Regions from separate parts of the Ovis aries genome. Here region 2 is linked to region 1. A link is a contact called in public Hi-C data. All regions are on one chromosome and are shown on one strand. The core of a region is the stretch at or near the end of the contact, and the rest is flanking DNA. Distances in the headings are between cores, read along the strand shown.

Evidence for each region. A called contact is a pair of places that touch in the nucleus more often than the background predicts.
Region 2: a contact with region 1 is called in a Hi-C map of tail adipose tissue, with 5 times the contacts expected there. The contact joins the promoter of SFTPA1 here to the promoter of PLAC9 in region 1. A contact is called at or near these places in 4 of 16 Hi-C or Micro-C datasets (omental adipose tissue, retroperitoneal adipose tissue and tail adipose tissue).

Annotation. Positions count from the first base shown.
Region 1 is chr25:34,360,479-34,364,747 of ARS-UI_Ramb_v3.0, forward strand. PLAC9 (placenta associated 9) reads right to left here and starts at 2,218. Exons shown (of 4, transcript XM_027962247.2): 1 at 2,123-2,218. The coding sequence starts at 2,186.
Region 2 is chr25:34,701,463-34,705,731 of ARS-UI_Ramb_v3.0, forward strand. It overlaps SFTPA1 (surfactant protein A1), which reads right to left and starts at 2,481. Exons shown (of 5, transcript NM_001009728.2): 1 at 2,447-2,481; 2 at 1,438-1,632; 3 at 1,071-1,190; 4 at 257-334. The coding sequence starts at 2,465.

The DNA of each region.
Region 1 (4,269 bases), core at 968-3,467:
CTTATTTGAATCAAACAGACCAAATATAAAACATGACACAATTAGGGACATGAATACTGACTAGACATTTGATGATATTAAGGAGTTATTGTTCATTTTTAGGGGTGACAGTGGTATTTTAGTTACTAAAAGATTATTGATGCTTTAATAATATATAAGGTAGTACTTATAGATGAAAATATTTAGTGCCTGGAGTTTCCTGTAATCTGAGGGAGGGGAGAGAAGGTGGATTAGACGAATTAAGATGTCAGGAATCCATGGAGGTTCCTTACACCATTCTGTGTGTATAGCCAAAAGATTTGATAATCAACAGTTAAAAAAAAAATGGTATAATTGTCTGAAGTCTGAAAGGTTATGTAAAACAATGTTTGAACACAATGTGAAATTACATAAATACATTTATACTTTCTTCTTTCTATTTTTCTTAATCTGAAGCAATGAGCATGACCAGGAAGAAAATAATGTTTAAAATGGCTTTAAGACAAAACGTATGTACCACTCATAGCTAAGGGGCCACAGAAGGTCAGCCACTGTGGGCAGTGGCCAGCTCCTCCCTCTGGGGGAGCACAGACTTGGCTTTGTCCCCTCAGCTCCTGGAGGTGGGACTCTGCAAAGAGGGGGCAGGCAGTGGGCCAGGGAAGTAGGGGGTGGGTGGATGGCACTGTGGGCCGGACTCTATGCTGGGTGGTCTCAGCCACTCCTCACTCAGCCTGTGAGGAAGGGGTTGTTGGCCCTCCTTTGCCAGCCTCAGTGGAGAAGCTGGCTCAGGGAGGTCAGCGGAGCTGTCTGAGGGCGCGAGGGAAGGAGCCAGTGTGTGTCGACAGGTGTTCTGCGCTGGGCACTTCCCTTTGCTCCAGTTCTCTGGGTGGCTACCATTCTCCCCAACTTACAGAAGAGGAAATAGCTTCAGAGAGGTGACATGACTCACCCAAGGCCACTCAGCCGGGGGCTGGCCAGGAGCAGGACTGGCCTCAGCCCTTTCCCTGGTGCTCCCGGTTCCCTGCCAGGGGAGCTTCCACCCTAACACGGGGCACTTCCACCAGCTCCAGGTGGATGGGGGAGCAGCCTGACACAGGGCAAGGGTGTGGCTGAGGGGGCGGGAGAGCTGCATGCCTGGGCAGACTGGGCCTTCCCCTCACCTGTACAGCTGTGAGCATCAGCCGTCTCTGGTTGAGGTTGGCAAGAGAGCTTGGGTAAATGTCAACTGTAAAGTTCTACACAGAGTGCAGAGTCTTGGGGTGGTGGAAGGAACACCTATGCGTATGGGACAGTTGGTCCTGCAGCCTTCCTGTCCGAGCCTCACCTGCAAGGGGACAGCTCTAAGGCTGCTGTCAGGGGAGCTAGAGGGGATAAAGCACGGCAAGGAACCCAGCCGGGAGCACCCAGAGGGCCTCTCTTTCCTGCGGCCTCCTCCCCACCCACCCAAGGCTGCTCAGGCCCTCTGGGAAAGCTCTCTGAAAGGCTGACAACTGGCCTCCTCTCCTCTACTGCAGGACCTCCTCAGACTACCAGGCAGGTGAAGCCGAGACCTCCAGGGGCCGCCTGCCTGGCCCCTACCAGCTGGGCCGGACCAGACCGGGGTCATCTGCCTGTTGGAGCTCAGCATCCCAGTGAATTCCCCAGGAAAGGAGGCCTGGGTGCTTCGCAGGCCCGCCCCACCCCGCAGACCTCACGGTTCACCTCCGGACCCTGGCCCCCTCCTCCCTCTCCTCCCCACCCGGGGCACTGGGTTTCTCCACCCTCTCTCCTTTTTCTGTTTCTTTCGGATCTCCCTCTCTTGCCATTTTAGTTCCTCTGTTTCTTTCCCACTAAACTCCTTTTGCTGTCCTCATTCATAGTTCACACCCATCTGTTTACCTCCGAAATCTTTCTGTCCCAGCCCCTCCCTTTCCCTCTTATTCGTTCCGTTTTCCATGTTCCTCTGCCTCTCTCTCTCTGCCTTTTTCTGTTTCGTCTTTCCTTTCTCTCTCCCCATCGCTCTCTCTCCCTCCCTTTATCTCCCTCTTTCTCCATCTCTCTCTCTCTCCGTCTGGCTCCGTCCCCATCTCCCTCCCTCTCTTCTGCTCCTTCCTCGCGGTCCGCGGACTCCCTAGCCCTCGCCCCGCTCCCGGGCCCCACTCACCGGCGAAGGCGCCCGGGGCGCGGAGCAGGGCGAGCCCGGCCAGTGCGCAGAGCAGGGGCCGCATGCTGCCGGCCGGCGGAGCGCAGCGCCGCTTCTGCCTGCGGCCGCGCTCCCCGCCCTCCCCGGGATCGCGCCGGCCCGCCTGGGAGGAAATGCTCGCAGTTTCAGCCAAGATTCCTGGGCGGCTCCGGGCTTTCTGGCTCCAGCGAGCCCGCCCCCTCCAGAGACCCCGCGAGCGGAGGGGCGATGTGCCAGGCTGGGCGTCTCCCCAGGAAGGGGCCGCGCTCTGAGCCCCCCGCGCCTCCCCCTGGGCCCGAGCACAGAACAGAGGATGATGGAACCGGGGGCCCAGTGATCCGTTATGAGCCCATTTCACAGACCAGCAAGTTGCAGTTTCCAGAAGGGCCACCCACGCCTGTGGCACAGGATCTGAATCCCTAACTTCACGGAGTAATCAGCTCTGATGACATCAGATAGTGCCGCTCTGAGAGGGAGGCTCAGAAACGGAGGGTCTGTCTTCCACAGAAATTTTGTCCTTCTAAAGGAGTAACAGTATTGTTAAACGATACTTTCCAAAGGAATATAGTGGGTTTGTTATTGATCCGGGTTCTTAAATAGAAATTGATGGGGACTTCCCTGGTGGTCTGGTGGTTAAGAATCCACCTTGCAATGAAGGAACCTGAGTTTGATCCCTGTTCAGGGAACTAAGATCCCACACGCTGAGGAGCAACCAAGTCTGTATGCCACAGCTGCTGAGCCCTAACGCCACAAGTCGAGAGTCCCTTTGCCCCAATGGAAGATCCCACATGACGGCAACCAAATAAATTTAAAAAAAGAAATTGATAAAATGCCACATCAGGCAGGGCCTTATTGGATCTCTTACTTAAGCACGCCAAATAATAGGTATGGGTGCCCTTGCTTGCTCCCTGGGGGAGGGGGTGAGCTGGTCCCTAAATGGCTCCAGGGTTGGGGTGGATGTGCCTGGGCTGGAGGGGTATGTTTAGGAGGTCTGCCCACTCTCTTGGTGTGGTGAATAGTACCTTGCTTTTGTTTCTGAACCCTCAGAAGTGGCAGTTGGGTTTTTGGTCTTTTTGTATCTTCTTGTTTCTAGTTTGTACAACCATGCAGCTACTTTTAGTCCCCTATAGTTTCTTTGTATTTCGTTGCTGGAGAAAACAGTTTGTCCAGGAGCAAGCACTGCAGCAAAGGGTCCCAAGTCCCAGCCTGTCTCAGGTTGAGGTGTACTAACATAGAATGATCTCTAAAATTTGATGAGATGAGCATGAAAATAAAAGCATGAAAGTAAAAATCCCCAAATATAGGCTTCGCTGATGGCTCAGCTGGTAAAGAATTTGCGTGTAATGTGGGAGACCTGGATTCAATCCCTGGGGTGGGAAGATCTCCTGGAGAAGGGAACATCTACCCACTCCAGTATTCTGGCCTATACAGTCCACGGGATTGCAAAAAGTTGTACAGGACTGAGTGACTTTCACTTTCCATATATTATTCAGTTCCATGCAGTTCCATGTATACACATTTTGTCTGAATTTATATTAGGAACCGCATAGACAAGGAACTGGAAGAGTTTACCAAGCTGAGGGAACTGGACTGGAATCTAGCTAAGCTGGCCTCTTGCTGGATATGCCAATGATTCTTACTAAGCCCAAAGTAGGGGCCAGCCACTGAGAGCAGGGCTCCAAGGCACACCCAGTTACTCTGCAGTCTAGATTGGAATTGTGCTGCAGGTGGCGCTATTTACATAAAATGCTTCCGCAGTGGGAAGACTTGAAATTGTATGTACAGGCAGCCCTGTACATTTTTGCACACTGGATATTTATCTTTTAATATTTTGACAGTTTGATGATGAAAAAAATTACCTTGTTATTTTTATTTACATGTTATTTTTTATGAGTAAAGTGGAGTTTTATTTGCCTATTCAAATACTTTTTTTCCTATTTTCCCTCTTTCCTTTATGTATTCTGATTATTAATCTGATATATTAATATCATCAAGGAGATCAAACCAGTCAGTCCTAAAAGAAATCAACCCTGAATATTCAATGGAAGGACTGATGCTGAAGATGAAGCTCCAGTACTTTGGCCACTTGATGTGAAGAGCCAATTCATTGGGAAAGAGCCTGATGCTGG
Region 2 (4,269 bases), core at 1,231-3,730, 340 kb after region 1:
ATTATTATGTGTTATAAACTGTGCAATTTCCTGGGAATCAAAGAAAGCAATATTGATAGGGACCTTGCTTCCCCAGGACATAGGGAACTAATTCATGTCTATTTCTCTCACCTCTGGCCGTTTAAGAACATCTAAAAAATGACTTCCACATCTACACTTGTTCATCAAGTCTCTAGATTCTGGAGCCTGGTTCTGAGGATGAGGAGAACCAATGGGAGACCCCCTACCATATAGAGCCCCAAGGGGGACCCCTTACCGCCCTGTGACTGCAGGACTTGATGTCTGATCTCATGGAGTGTGCCCTGGAGCTCTTCATCTAGATACGCTGGAAACCCTGTAGAGAAATCCCCGGCGAGATGAGAGGACCAACAGGCCAACAACAACCCCACTTGCTGCCAAGCAGATCTGAGATCAACTGCAAGCCTGGAATTCGGCCCTTCACTTGTCTAGAGCCACCACCCAGGCCCCCGGTCATAAGGGTCCACAAGGCCAGAGTGGGTTTCCGTCTTCCCTACACGCTTATCCCTTAGTGCCTCCTTGCACCTGCTTTCCCCTTCCCTGCTCTTCTTTCCTTCCATGTCCTTCCATGGCTCTGTCTGTCCATATCTGTGGAGTTCTCTAGTTCCTGGGCAGGGCCCCTTTCCCACCCTCCATTAAGAGCAAATGTGGTTCTTTCTGTACTCTGATGCACCCTCATTGCTGCTATAAGGCATAGTAAGAAACCTAGAGCTCCAGAGGCCCCCTGGGCAAGCAGGGCCCCTAGTTTCATCATCTGTCTGCTCCTTGGTCCATGTGAGCCCACACACCTCAGCCCCAGGAAGGGCTTCCCCTCCTTCCATCCCTATTCCATTTCCCACACCTGATGTCCCGTATCTTCCTGGCAGCAGTTGTAATGCACAGAAAACTTTCGATTCCCACCAGACTCTGCACTTATGACCCACACCCCAAACACCTCCGGGATGCCCTTTGGGAACTTGAACAGTTTTGTCTGACCCCCATCATTCCTCATGTAACTGAACACATGGGCACGGTGTCCAGTTGCCTCTGCCCACTGGCCCCATCCAGCTCACCTGGAGGACCTCTCTCGCCAGGCTCTCCCTTTTCTCCACGTTCTCCAGGGAGGCCAGGGGCTCCAGTCATCCCATCACGCCCAGGGAGGCCTGGCATTCCTCCAGGGGGGCCCATGGGGCCTGCAGAGAGAGGGGAGGAGGATGTATGGTATCTGTAACCCACAATGAGTTGGGGCTTAAGTGACTGGACCTCCATTTCAGCCAGGCTGACTTGCCTGTCCTTCCACGGGCATTGAGGATAGACCATCCAGGGCTATTCCAGTCTAAGGGTCCCAGGAAATACCCACCATCCAGCTGAGCCTTGGACCCACCTGGGCAGGTGCTCCCCTTGAAATCAGGTCACTGTCCCCCAGCTCCCACTCAGTACCTGGAGGCCCAGGGTCTCCTTTGATACCATCTCTCCCATCTCTTCCTGGCAGGCCATGGGATCCGGGAGTGCCAGGAATGCCAGGGCTTCCAAGACAAACTTCCTTCATGTCGCACTCGAGGCCAGAAGCCACCATCCAGAGGAGCATAAGGGTCAAAGAGCACAGCAGCATGGCGCCTGCTCCAGCGGCTCCTCCTGAGGAAGGGAAGGGCCGTGGCCCCGCTGAAGCATTTATCAGGGTTTCCCCTTGCTCTGCTTTGTCAAGATTCAGCGCATGCTGGGGCCTGAGGGCTGGGTTGGTACTCTCAGGAGCTCTGGAAAGACCCAAACTATTCTTGGAAATGTCAGCATCATTTGGTACCTAACACGGTCTCATGCCCCATCCCCTTGGCTGGAGGTGGTATGGTACCTGGGCAGGTGAGGGGTTGTAAAGAGCTCTGGAGAGTCAGAGGACCTGGGTTCTAATAGAGTCTCTGATCCTCACTGTGTACCCACAGGGAACTCTCTTGGCTTCCCCTAACACGTCTGTCCTGGAGGAAATCCTGGCCTGTACCTCCCAGGTTGCTGGGAGGAAGGAAGTGGTCACTCACTCACTCATTCTGTCTGTCCCTCGTACTCTCAGATGGCCTCCTTTTGAGTTGAGGGATCACAATCCTGAGGATGAGGAGAAATGACCAGGGCCCATGGCTCGGCCATTCCCAGTTGGTCAACAACAGGGAGTCCCCTCCTCCCTGCTCTGGTGTCCCTTTCTCCTTGGCAGGCTGTTTCTCCCCCTGCCCCAACCCTGCTGGCCCTGCTGAGTCCTTGGGGAGAAGGGACTTGGCCTAGGAGCACAGTAAAGAATGAGGATATCTGCAAGCCCATCATCCTGCACCCGTAGTTAGGACTCTATGGAATAGCTCCCAGTAGTACAGAGGAGGACCCTCCTTCCCACCTGACCCGTGGTGAAGCCTGTGCCTGCTGGGCTGGTTCGCCCTGGGGAAGACCCAGAGGATGGGGCTAAACTCACCTGCACGAACACAGCCCGTGCTCCCTGCCTCCAGAGCAGTGTGGCCAGGTGGATGGTGCCATTTATACTGATGTAGGCCCCCAGGCATCCTCTCCAACCCGTAGAGACTCCTGTCACAAGGACCTCTACACCAGAAGGACCGGGCAGGAAGCCGCCATCTTGTTTACTCAGCATTTCCTCACAGGCACTTAGGCTGGAGAGGCACTTAGAAAATCTGCTAATGAGAAACTCCAGGTCTGTAAGAAGGGAAATTTCCCATGGGCCGGAGGTCACCCACTCTCCCTCCATCCATCCAGTTTCCCACGCAGTGAAGGATGAGAGCACTTACAAGGAGGCATGCGGCAAAGGAAGTCTTCTCCCTCCTGGGTCTCAGGTCCCTGGTCCTGGCTGGTGACATGTTCACACTCCTGGGATCACTACCCTCAAAAAGCCCACCAGTGGGAGAGAACATACCAGGGCTGGACTCTTTTCTCAGGGAAGCAGAGAGACAGATTAGTGGTATAAAGGGCTGTCCGCTGGGGCCATTCCAGTTCCAGAGACTCTTTGGTCTTGGAAGCATCCTTGTGGCTCTAAACCACGCAGAGGTCATGTCTCAAGCCAAGGGATCATCAGACTGAGCTGGAACAAACTGTCTGTCAAGGGGCATGGCTCGCTACTGAGCCTCCCAACTCCTGCTTCTGGGGTCTGTGGCTGAGTTGATGGGTACATGGTTCACTGGCACAGGTGATCCCTTGGCTGGGTCCCCACTCCTTTGCCTTGGCAGGCTCAGTGGTAGGGAGACAGGGCAGGAAGCCATATTTTCTGTCTTGACCATGGTGATGTCTAATGACTGCAGTGGTGATATCTTTAAGTAGTAGAATGACTTGTGAAGACAATGGAAGAGATTTCCTCTTCAAGCCACTAAATTAGGAGGGAATCTCTAACGTAGGATGGTAACAGTGGAGAACCAAGACAGGAAAAGATTGCCATGCTTACCTGTGAGTGGTCTGAAAATCTTGAGATCCGCAGGGAGAGTGGGAGCCCAGCTAATGGAACTCCTCCCCTGGGAGCAGGAGGCCTGTCAGAGCTGATCTGGAGCTCTAAGTGCTTCCAGCTGCCCTGCTGCCAGCTGTCACATGCCTGTGACTCTGCCGGCATGGGATGGGGAGCCAGGGCCAGCACTGGGCTGGGGTAAGCTGGGTCCAGCTTAAGGACTTCAACTTGGCTTGGAGGAGTGTGGTTCTTGGGGTGAAGGAACAAGAACAGGGAGAGTCTTCTTGGGAAGATCTTGAAGGGCCCTGGAGAAGGCAGCCTGGAGGTCAGGGCCATGTGATTGGTGGGGAGGGGTGGACTTAGGAGTCAGAAATACTCAAGTTGTGATTTGGAACTGCCACTCTTTATCCATGTGGTTTTGATCAGGTTATATAACTTCTTGAGCCTTTTTAAATTTTGAATCAAAATTAAATTTCCTATCAAGCCTATAGGAAAGATGCAGGGCAGTACAAATTTTTTTCTGAAACCATGACATTCCATCACCCTAGTACCTTAATTTATGTTTTATACATAGATATTTTTCCACATAACCATCAAAATGAAGAAATTAGCACTGGTTCAGCTATTACTTTCATTAAACAGTGACAAGAGTATCATGTGGTGTTTTATTTCATCATTTAGGTCATCTGTTTAAGAAGTTACTTACATAACTTAATGCCAATATATAAAAGTGTGTCATAAAAATTCTAATAAAATCATGAATTAATTGTTTACCTGGCCTTACCTCTTTCTTTATCTCTTGTTCCATCAATTCTCCCTTCTGCAGCTTCTCAGAGGATGATGCTCCAAGT